Regions from separate parts of the Mus musculus genome. Here regions 1 and 2 are each linked to region 3. Evidence: chromatin contacts called from public HiChIP or PLAC-seq data. All regions are on one chromosome and are shown on one strand. The core of a region is the stretch at or near the end of the contact, and the rest is flanking DNA. Distances in the headings are between cores, read along the strand shown. Region 1 overlaps Gm34097 (a long non-coding RNA gene). Region 2 overlaps 4930467D21Rik (RIKEN cDNA 4930467D21 gene). Region 3 has its middle 35 kb from the start of Gm34029.

Region 1 (3,595 bases), core at 489-2,988, 240 kb after region 3:
CAGCTAGTGGGACTGTTCTAAGAGGTTATGGGGCCTTTGAAACAGAATTCCCAATGAGCATAGCTCTCTAGGGTTATTGATTACACCCATCTGCAGTTCCAGTACAGTTTCCTCATCCTGTTTCTACCACTCTGTTATATGTTCTTGTGATACCATGATGACCTGTCTCTTCTGAAAATAAGTTGAAATAATATTTTCTACCCTTAAGTTGTTTGCCTCAAGTATTTTGTCATAGCAACAAAAAGTAATACATCCTCTCACATTTCTAGAACATTCCAAACTGTCTCTAATGTCACACACAAAACACTCAATTTCACTTTGCCTGTTGACCTGAATTCCTGTTTTAAATGATAAATTAAGACAATGTAAGAAGCACAATGTCCACAGCCTTCATCTCTGCCTATAACAGAAGGTTCTGCACTTATATTCTTCTTTCCTCTGCGTCCTCTCAGCATTTGGTACCAAAGGTTCTAGCCTAGGTTTTTGCAAAGGGCCACACAGTTCTATGTCTTTTCAAGGCCAATGTCTTGCAGATCCTTCTCAATTGTTGTACTACCACCACCTTTTGTTCTTTTCCAGTTTTCCATAGCTTGCATGCCTAATACCATCTGTTCCCTAGCAACCAGAACTTCTTCCCTTGACATAGTCACACCCCTGCAATTCTACCTTCTTCATCAATATTTCTCCATCCTGTTCTCTCCACATTGTTTGCATTCAATGTTTGCAATTTTCTCGTCCTTTTCCCTAGAATGCCTTCTCACATCTTCCTCTGAGAGAACCCTTCATGGTCACCATTGATGCCTATATTTCTAAATTCAATGACTAGTTCTCAAAGTTCCTCTCTTACCTCACTCACCTAGGGTTTTGACCAGGCTGAAATTGAGTTTCCTATCTGGCTGAAATGATGTCACATTCTTCCAGTTGTCAGTGTACACTTCATTAGCTCCTTTGTCATTTTCTCCTTGTTGCCTCCACCTCCAACACAACGGAGAACCAGAGTTCAATCCTCAAATTCTCCCCACCTCTTTGTTGTATTAGTCTGTGACATGAAACATAATTTATATGGTGCCACATATATTGGGCTACTGCTCATCTATAATTATTTTTATTTTGTTGTCTTATAGGTACCACAGTATCTAACACAGTTGATCATCTCCCAGTCTCTGGGAGTTGGAGCCCCTCTCTTCCTGACCCTTGACTAAGATTTCGAGGTCATCCGTCACTCTTCTCTCAGTGACATCTCACACCTTGTATGTTACTAGAGCATATTAGTTCTCTCTTGGTAATGTTTCTAGATTCCAATTTCCTCCCCATGCCTTAGCTTCTGCTATTGACTCCCTTCCCAACTAGTGTGTCTCCTTTCTACATTTGCCCTCAAACTCTCAAGTCCAGTTTCAATGCACCTTGAATCTTGAATTTTGTTCTTTTATCAGACAAATTGTAAGGGGTTAAATATTCTTTTCTAAGGTGGGGCAATAAGAGTGGATATCATTTTCCTGTCAAATATACAACTGTCATGGCAATTTGCCAACTTTCCACAGAATACTATGTTCCATGCTATGATGTTTAGTAGGTAAGGTGTATTAAATGTTTTGCCTACTTGTAGTATTTTTAATTTAGTACAGAATTATCTGGTTATAGCCCCAATATAAACAGAAAGACATCTGTGTTTCCTGTGAGATTTCATAGAGCTTCTCCTTTTTAAAAACCACCACAATATCACTCATCTGTAGCTTGTTTTACATCCTCCCAAGGCACTTAATATAAGCAAGCACGTTTCTTCCCTACACTACAGGAAGGCATAGTTCATGTACTATGGCTACAAATCAGTCCTAACAATGCACACCATTGGCTCCTGTGACAACAGCTAGGGTAAAAAAGGTGACCCAAGAAGATGTGACGGAAGGCATGCCCAACACACAGGGCAGTTGGTCCACCCATAACCAAAAAGCTAGCTTTGTTTTCACAACAGATCTAACCTACTTCATACAGTGCCTCTCTGAGCCCCTTTGAAGTGATTGTGTGGAAACAGATTCAAAACAGATTCCCATGTCTCGCTCACCATCCCTTTTACCTGAGCCATTGATCTTCTATTCATCATTTTTTATTTTAATTTATGCTCCCTTCGCTCTACTTTCAGTACACAAGTGAAAACGTGTTTGACGTTACTGATGTTCCGCTCCATCCCAGTGTGCCAGTTTGCTCTGCCTCTGGAAAGGTGACCTTTCCTCTGAAGGAGCAAGGGCATAAATAACGTTAGTAGTATCTCCCCCAATGCCTTTGTTGGCATATCTTAACAAATGAATTTGCAAACTCTTAATTTAAGCACTTTAGTATATCAAAATGCATAAAATATAGCTTTTAGTATGTGTGTGTATTTACATGTTTTTAAAAATAAAGAGAAAATACATAATATTTGGATATAGTTTATGAAAATGATTTTCACAAGTTACAGATGTCCTGATAACTCATAAGTACTGAAACTATATAAGGTCATCTCTAATGAGTGAAAACATTTTTTATTTCACACTTCCCACATCATTTTGCTCTGCTTACAAAAATTGCTTGAGATAGTTTAATATTTTTTAAAAAATGGTAGTTTCATCTAACGATCAGAACTGTATAAATATTCTCTTTTACAGTCTGACATTGCTAAATTTACATTTGACAAAAGGGTGTTAGGAATCTTTAAGGTGGTAAGAGAAAGACAATTCTTATAACACACAACTTAAAGAGTAAATGTGTGTTTTTCTAATCATTATAAATAATTCCTTCTATCTATTTCTGTATGACAGATGTCCTTGTAAGATATTGTCAGTGCAGTGCAAAATATTTCAATAAATGTATTCACATTCTAGGACACTCCTGGGGTAGAGCACCAATGTAGAAGTGTAGTACACTATTTCAAAATCATTTTCAAAAACTTCCAGAATTCCATAATTCACTGGGAAAATTAAATCCTAATTTTATAAGTTCATATTAATTATTTGCACACATAGCCATGTAACCTTGACTTCTATCTTTGACATGTTTACCTATCTCAAGAGTTTTCTTTATAATCACATTAGAAGAAAAAAGGAAGTCAACCATCTTAACTGTCAAATTCATCATAGGCGTGTACCTCTCATGAACTTATAATGTTTCAGAGAAAACAGAACTAAAAGGGTCCTGTATGACCATACATGAAAGTTGAGGAAGACTTAAATTTAACTGAAAGAAAAGTTTTCTTACCCTCTATCATCACTATTAACTTCGAATAAAAATTGGGAAATTAAAGTGTATTTTTTGACTGGACAATGTCTTGATTACTATTGTTGCTGTGATCAACTACCCTGGCCACCCCCCCCCAAAACAAACAAACAAACAAACAAACAAAACTACACTTAAGGAAGAGATTTCCAGTTCTAGGGAGACTCAGTCGATGGTTACCAGGAAGGTATGGAAGCAGGATATGAGGTTGGCAAAGCAGGGAGATCACATTTGGTCTTGCCCAGAAAGCAAGTTAGAGTGAAAGAAAGAACAGAAAGTGAGACTGGTCTCTCACCCTCCCTCCATGGGTTTCCTTTAGCAAGGCTCCACCTTTTGAAGGTTCCAA
Region 2 (4,088 bases), core at 1,317-3,816, 200 kb before region 3:
ATTCTGGTTTGACTCCCTTATGGAGCTAGTTATAAGAGTAGTTGCAGTGAATATCATCTTTTCCTGTTTACTGATTTTTTTCAACCTCATCTTTTGTCAGCGTCTCTCCAACTTTTCCACTGAAGAGTGAATCCAGAGCCTCTCTCCCACCAAGATACTGCTGTCTTTCCAGACCTCCTAATGCTAACTTTTTAAACAGACATGAATTGCTTGCTTTTTGAATTTTGTGAGTACCTTTTTGTACTGATTAGAAATTCCATGCCCAGTCTATAGTCATAGTCAGATGTTTTCTTCTGAGACCTTTATTGTTTTATGTCTTATATTTATATTTGCTTCTCTTTGACATTGACTTTTGGTTGTGTTGCCAAACATGTTTGGCATCTTTCTTCTCTAATTTGATATTGCAATTCATTTACTACTTTCTTTTTTTTAAAATCACCATCTTCGCTTCACTGCATTTCAGTGTCACCTTTGCCATAAACATTTGGCACGTTAAAAAAGTATATCATCTTTTAATAAAGCAAAACTTGGGATTACCTTTTCATAATGCAAGGGGGTCATGTATGTTAGCATTGTTTTATATGTAAGCTGACTGTAACCCCTAGAACTATATTATACATACATACATACACACATACATATACTACACACACACACACATACCTAAACACATACATATACTATACACATATTCACACACACACACACACACACACACACACACACACACACACACACACCAGTCTATCTTTCTAGTTTTCTAGCAGACTCATGAGCTCAATACCAGAGTATTCATTTGTAGTTATAATATAGCCTGATCCTGCTTCTACTTTCAATTCACGTAGAATTTGTGCCAGAAATCATAAAAATGACAGTACATATTCCTTTCATAACTAGAGTCATGTGAGTTAAAAGATATAGCTTTTGCTGTTGTTTTAGTTAAAATTTAAAACTTAGTAGTAGTCTCACACTATAGACTAGGCTGCTGTGTAACTTGTGATGATCTTGTCCCAAGCTGTGCAGCAGTTGGTGTTAGAGCTTGCACCATTGTACTTAACTTCCTGCCTCCCTTCCTTTCTTCCTCCTTGTCTTTACTTCTTTATTCCTTTTTTCTTTTTCTGACAGTTTTGATATGTAGCCCGAACTGACCCTCACATACATGTCAGTGTCGTTGCCTCTGCCTTGTAAGTGCTGGCATTCTATGTGTATGCCACCGTGCCTGGCTTTTGCAATTTGAAATCTATTAATTGATTTGTTTGTTCTTTCATTCATTCATTTATTCTTTTATTTATTTATTTATTTGCTAATTTTCTATTCACATATAGTGTATTTTGGTCATTTTTACTCCTTATTACATCTATTATCTCCTTGTCACTCCTGTGGAGTCCTATCTTCTTTCTAAAAAGTCCCTTCTTTTTCTCTCATGTCTCTTTAACATTATTGTTTCATGATCCATGAAGTTCAGTTGGAGTTGCTTGCCAAGAATATGGGTATGGGGTTGTTTACTAAAATACGGACAAGTTATTAGTGACTTCACCATTCCAGAGCCCACCTTCAGCAACTCTTGCTACCAAACATCTTCTCTGTGATAAAACATTGATTGGTTACAATTTTTTAAATTAAAAACAAAAAGTCAAGAAGGCATATAACTAGAACAGCTCAGGCTGCCATGGTTATCAAATACATAGAATTTTTATTTCTGATACTCTAAGATCATTTTGGAAATTAATAGCTACTTTTTGTAAAACTTGTTTGCTTTTGTAGTGTCGGGATTGTGCCTGGGCTTCATGCTTGGATGTACTCTACCGCCAACTCGTGTGGCCTCTTTACTTCCTATTCTGAGGCATAGTCCCCCCTGAGCTGCAGGGGCTGTCCTTGAGCTCCCTCTGAAGTCCAGGCACACCTTGATTTTGAAATCATCCTACTTCAGTTCCCCAGACAGCTGGGATTATAGGCCTGTGCACCACACTGCATGGTTTTCTCCTCTATTCCATTGCTAGGAAGTGTTGAATGAATATTAGGATCACTAGAAGGCAGCAAAATGATGTAAGTCCCCATCTCATTTAAATCAATCAAATGAAAAAAAATGACTTAACAAAAGAGGCTCTTTGCTTTTAGAAATATTTTTTTTACTTGTTTTATTTCTTCTTTAGACAATATCACACAGTGTAGTCCAGACAGGTCTGCAAAGTACTTTGTAGTAATGTTGACTTCTAACAAGGCAATTCTTCTATCTCACATTACTGAGTGTCTTACAGGTATGGGCCATTATGCCTGTTGGGGTCCAGGAGTCACCCCACAAACCACACAGTGATCTCAGTCAGACAGGGATGGTTTATTGAATGCACACCCTAATGTTGATCGATTAGAGCTGTAGCTCAGAATTCAGGGCCTGAGCTATGGCTACAAACATCTTTCTCTGTCAGCTTTAAAGCTAAAACCACAAAAACCACAGTGAGCTCATGCGCAGGTGCAGGAAGTGCGGCCCAGTGGTCAGCTCTGACTCAAGCCGTTTTACACATAGCAGTTCATATTGTCTTTAAATTGTTGGGTCCTTTGTAAAGCTTTGTGGAATTTCTTAAGATTAATAGACCTCACACAGAACATAACAGGGGATGTGGTCAGCATGACCTTGCTCTGAGTCAGTTATCAAGTGATATGGAGCAAAGTCCATGGATATGTGGGAGCTAGAAGGCAGAAATGGGATCAGTATGATCCTATTTCATTGACAGTATGAAACCCTCTATGATCAAGAAAATATGTAAAAGCAATACAATTATTATACAATTGTTTTGAGTTAATATGAGTTAATAATTATATTTAATTTTTCTCTAAAAATGTATTAGCCCATTAAGATGACTCAGCAGGTAAAAACACTTAACCCAAGCCAGAAAAAAAACCTGTGTTCAATCCCCAGGACCCACATGGTGGAAGGAGAGAACTGACTTCCACAAATTGTTCTCTGACCTCCACACACCTGTTATAGCATCCACACATGCACACACACTACATAAATAAATAAGCGGACTTTGAATCATTGAATGCTCAAAAATTAAAGCCATGTCTGGAAGTACAGTTCTGTGACATCAGCTGTGAGCTTTTTAGGTTGGAGATGAGGAGGGATCAACCTTTGGAGGTCATGGGCTACCAGCATAGCAGAATTGACGACGTGCAAGTTCAGTGACGGACCCTATCTTGTGATAGAGGAGCTCACCTGAGGACAACCTCTGACCTCCTTGTACACATGCATGTACCCAAGCATTCACACAGGCGTGCACATTCACGCAAATAAGTACATGTACCATATACACACTTTTTTTAATTTTAAAGAAATTAAACAAAAGAAGGGTACAAATATTGATGTAGATGTGGGGGGAAAAGAGCTCTTAATGTTCTGCTAGCAGGAGTGTAAACCAGTGTAGCCACTTTGAAGGTTTCTGAAGACCTAGAAATAGAAATGCCATATGATGCACCTATAGCACTTCTGGGCATATACTCAAAGGCTTTCTGTCTTATATAGAGGTACGTGCACATTCATGAGCATTGCTGTTCTAGTCCCAATAGCTAGGATATTGAATCAACCTATATGTCCATCATCAATTGATGGACTGATAATCAAAATGTGGTACAAAACCAGGTAAATCTTAATAGTTTTTTTTCTCTCTCTCTCTCAGGGAGTACTGTCATTTTGAGGAAGGTTCTACTGAAGGGCTCATCTTTTTTTTATTTTTGAAATATATTTTATATTTTATTCTTTGAGAATTTTATACACATATATATTACACCAAACTAAGATCCCATCTGCCCTTTGGTCCCCACTCCCTAGTCCCTCTGATGTCATCATGCATGCCCAACTCCCAACCCCATGCTTTCTTTTTCTTTTCCTTCCTTTTTAAATAACCCACTAAGTCTATTTAGTGTTGTTTTTACATGCACAGGAATGGGGCCATCCACTGGAACATGAGAAACCTACCAAGGGCCACCCCTCCCAACAACTGATTCTGTGATGTTCCCAGAGTTTTGGCACTAAGGTTAATCCCATTTAGGGCTCAGAACACAGAATCACTTATTCTTACCACTCTGACCAA
Region 3 (3,648 bases), core at 483-2,982:
CTTAGATGTTCACCCTCAGTTTGTGTCTGAGTCTACCATGCTGCCTTGAGCTCTAACTCTGTGTTTCTAAAAAGCTTGATGTGTAGAAAGCATGGTGAGATAGCTGGCTAGGGTGCAGGAGCACTGTAGCTTTATCTCAGGTCACCTTTTGGCCCCAGCACCTATGCTGTTTCCATGCCAGCACCTACTTCCTCAGTGGTCCACCCTTTCTTTTTAAGTTCCTGAATTAAAGGGGACCCTTAGCTTTGCTTGGAGTACAAATATGAAAACATGTAGCAGGTAAACCCAAGGTGATCAGTTCACTGTTCATTACAATCACCATAAGACATGCCTACTGTGTGCCACCTTACTCACATAGTCTAAAGGTCAATTAGTGCTTCTCGAGTGCTGTGTCCTCAGGGACTCACTGGCTTTATTTCCTAGTAAGGGCAGAACAGCTGAAGCAGCCAGTCTGCCTCTGAATACTCACCTACAATGAGTTTGAATGGAGCTCATTTCTTCTGGCCTTTAGTGTCTTTAGGTCCGAACATCTATTTCTTGTTGGTTTGACTTCACATTTTTCTTGTGTATGTGAATAAAAATACATTGCAAGTCAGTTCACAGCGCAGAGCTGATTTGCACAAGCCCTGCTACATAGCTTCTGATGCTTTCCGACTAAAGAAGTTCAGAGTCATCAACTATCACGAGGTTCACAGTAGGCTTTTTTTATTCCTGTCACTTGCCTGTGATCCCTCAGCAAAACCCTGACACTCAGTCCTTCTGATGTGGCTGAAGGGCTTAGTCCTTGTTATGACCAGAAAATTGGCCACCTCAGCATGGTGTCAGCAGCAGATTCCTGTTCTGTATACAATTTAAGCCTTGCTGACGCTCAGAATGCAAATATGTCTTGGGTGACTTGGTTTGTCAGGCTCTCTGATACCTGCTTTGGGTTAAGGTGGCCGAGCACTTTAACAGGGAAGCCCTACTTCAGTTAGGGTTGTTTGCCTATCACAATAAAAAACAAATCCCGTTGAGGATGTGTCCAAAGTGTGCACATTCATATGTCTATGCAAATAGCATCTTATACAGCAGAGCGCTCAACTCAGCCCCCTCACATGGAATGCTCAGTGCCTGGAGCTACCGTAGCTTGAGTTTACTGAATGTTGGAGACGAATCGTTCAGGGTCTATGCTTTGTTCAACGATCAGGAATGGATACATATAATTTGGGACCAGAAATAAAATCTGCACAGGCAGAGGGAATTTAATCAAGCCTGAAAAAGAAATGATTATGTTACTTTTTGGAAAGAATCATCTAGTCTGCTGCATTTCCAGTGAGTTAATTTAACTGTCTGGGCAAAAAGTTCCATGTTATTCCAGTGTTATTATGTTCTTACCCACTAACCAGAGGAACAGCATTATTTTAATTTATAACTTGTTATTCCTCTTCATATGTAACCAGTAGGTCAGCAAACCATTTCCTTCAGAGCATAGAGTTGCCTGCTGAATAAAATCAAACTGGCACCTTGTACATTTCTGACATGTTTTGTCCTACCGCAGGACTGAATTGTCATGCTTACATTTGCTCTGCATAAACCATTGTTCTTGCAATACTTTTTTTTTTTTTTTAATGAAAGACTCTCCCCACCTAAAAGCTGATGGGGCACAAGTCACAGTGTCTCAGGAGATCATCAGGCTGGAAATGTAGTTCTGGTTCAAGATCACAGACAACACAGGAAAAGGACACCCTGCCCAGGAAAGAGCATGGCTGCACTACCCAGCCAAGCATGTAACTAACCGTTTAGTCACCTTCTCTGTCTATGAATGACAGGAGTACATTTTCAACAGGCAACCAATTTGGTCTAGAAGGGTTATATTGCAAATCCTCAAAGATTGCTTCTGGAATGTTCTTAGACATTATTTTAGATCTTTTTATGTTGGTTTCACTTCCCGGGCATTATTTCACTGAAAAACCTAATACTTCTTAAAATTAAAAAACAGCCAATGGTTTAATAACAAATGCAAAGTGGTCCTGTGCCAAGGACATTTTAAGAACAATCAGTCACTGCTTAAGACTCATGCAGGTAGGGCTACAGAGTATAAGAAGTGCCCTATAGTCTCAGGATTCCAGGTTTAGTACTTAAGTGAGGATTTGTCAATAAACTAAATCACTCATGGAATCCATGTCACTTGGGAATAAATTGACCACTCTATGTGTCAGCATAGATAATCATCCAATGGTCTGAAAATGGAAAACCCAATGCTGATAATTTCTTTCCATCTATGGTAATGAGCAACTTGGTCATTATCTGAAGTTGGTCATCTGTAATTCAAGTGTGTCAGTATTTAGGGAACCCTGTAAAGACTGGAGTGTGGCACTGTCTGACTTAAAGTAATCTGGATTCGCTGGATTTCTGCAGCCTCTCCCTTTACAAGACTAAACAGAAATGCTATGCTCTCACAAACAGAAAGCAGACCAGACAAGACAGAGCCAGTTTGATCCTATTTTTAACACGCACTTGTTATGTCACCTCGGGCACAGTCCCAAACGTCTACAGCTCAATTTCTTCATCTGGAGGAATTACACAAATCATACATTAATCTAATAGTTGGCTGAGAATGCAAGAGGAGTCAGGAACAGAGTGTTCAAGCATTGCTAAAATTCGAACGAGGATTATTTATAATTGTATTTAACACTATGTTGGCTGACTCTCCTATTTTCAAAGATAAAATAGTTGTTTCATCTCTGTGTGCCACAGGTTGTTTGAAGTATGTTACCTGCTGACATGGCATATAAAATTACATGTGTAAAGACATGTTTGTTATTATTATTTTTTTTTTTAGCTATAAACAGGCACAAAAAACTGCCAGATGCTAAGGTTTGGAAAATGTCTTGCTCGATTACACTTAATTTTGGGGTCTTCTGATATCTACTGTTTAAACAGTGACAAAGTAAAAATGGGAAGATAATTCCATTGCTCAGCTACCAACATATCAGTGGTAAAGCAGCATTGTTTGCCATCAATAGATCAACTGAGATGAAAGTGTTCAATGTCATATGCATGAAGGAGCTGCAACAGCAGAGTTTCCATTTTCAGAGAACAAATGGGACACTGTGTATTATTCTTTGGAAGTGAAATCTTCAATTTGTACAAATCTCCTTTCTTAAGATTCACTGAAGAGTTTGAAATGTAAGTGGCAATTAACCTAGTACTAAATATTCCTTGAATCTAAGATGTAAAAATTTCCATGGCTGGATTGACCGACTCTTCATATTCCCCAGAAATACTTGCAGTCACTGCTGAGTTTGTAACTTGCTCTGTGTCATCCTGAAGAACTTCTAGGTAGCAGTTTAGAGCTTTATTTAGTGGGCTTGGACTGCTCTTGGGCTTGGACTGTTCTTTGACTAAACTTCCATAAAGTTACTATGCAAGTGTCAGAACTCTTGCTACCAATATGAAAAAATACACATAACAGTTTAATAAGTTTATGAACTGACATTTAAGGCTTAAACTAATTTAGAAGAATTATTGAAATGACATTTTATTTCAGGCCTTGCCCCCAGCCCATTTTATTAATTATTAGAATTCAACACAGACTGGAACATTCAAAGAAGCACAAATGTATATAAAAGAAGAGAGGAGCTTTCCTCAAGTGTCTTAGTTAGGGTT

What was found. HiChIP or PLAC-seq counts read pairs in DNA pulled down with a chosen protein or histone mark.
Region 1: a RAD21 HiChIP or PLAC-seq map of pro-B cells shows a contact between it and region 3, with 4 times the contacts expected there. The contact joins two enhancer-like sites. A contact is called at or near these places in 1 of 15 datasets of contacts at CTCF or cohesin (pro-B cells) and 1 of 484 Hi-C or Micro-C datasets (uterus).
Region 2: a RAD21 HiChIP or PLAC-seq map of pro-B cells shows a contact between it and region 3, with 2.3 times the contacts expected there. The contact joins two enhancer-like sites. A contact is called at or near these places in 1 of 39 promoter capture datasets (liver) and 1 of 15 datasets of contacts at CTCF or cohesin (pro-B cells).

What each region holds. Positions count from the first base shown.
Region 1 is chr5:97,840,518-97,844,112 of GRCm38.p6, forward strand. The region is part of intron 1 of Gm34097 (a long non-coding RNA gene); the gene reads right to left. Among named protein-coding and RNA genes, the nearest start is that of Gm34097, 4.6 kb to the right of the region's middle. Within about 2 kb of position 1,739, at least 27 of the 459 cell types and tissues checked have an H3K27ac peak or open chromatin away from gene starts, as enhancers often do. A contact at or near this core is called in pro-B cells, where this site is marked.
Region 2 is chr5:97,395,270-97,399,357 of GRCm38.p6, forward strand. It overlaps 4930467D21Rik (RIKEN cDNA 4930467D21 gene), which reads left to right. Exons shown (of 8, transcript NR_045981.1): 2 at 101-226. Among named protein-coding and RNA genes, the nearest start is that of 4930467D21Rik, 4.9 kb to the left of the region's middle. Within about 2 kb of position 2,567, at least 28 of the 459 cell types and tissues checked have an H3K27ac peak or open chromatin away from gene starts, as enhancers often do. A contact at or near this core is called in pro-B cells, where this site is marked.
Region 3 is chr5:97,599,864-97,603,511 of GRCm38.p6, forward strand. No RefSeq gene overlaps it. Among named protein-coding and RNA genes, the nearest start is that of Gm34029, 35 kb to the right of the region's middle. Within about 2 kb of position 1,733, at least 18 of the 459 cell types and tissues checked have an H3K27ac peak or open chromatin away from gene starts, as enhancers often do. A contact at or near this core is called in pro-B cells, where this site is marked.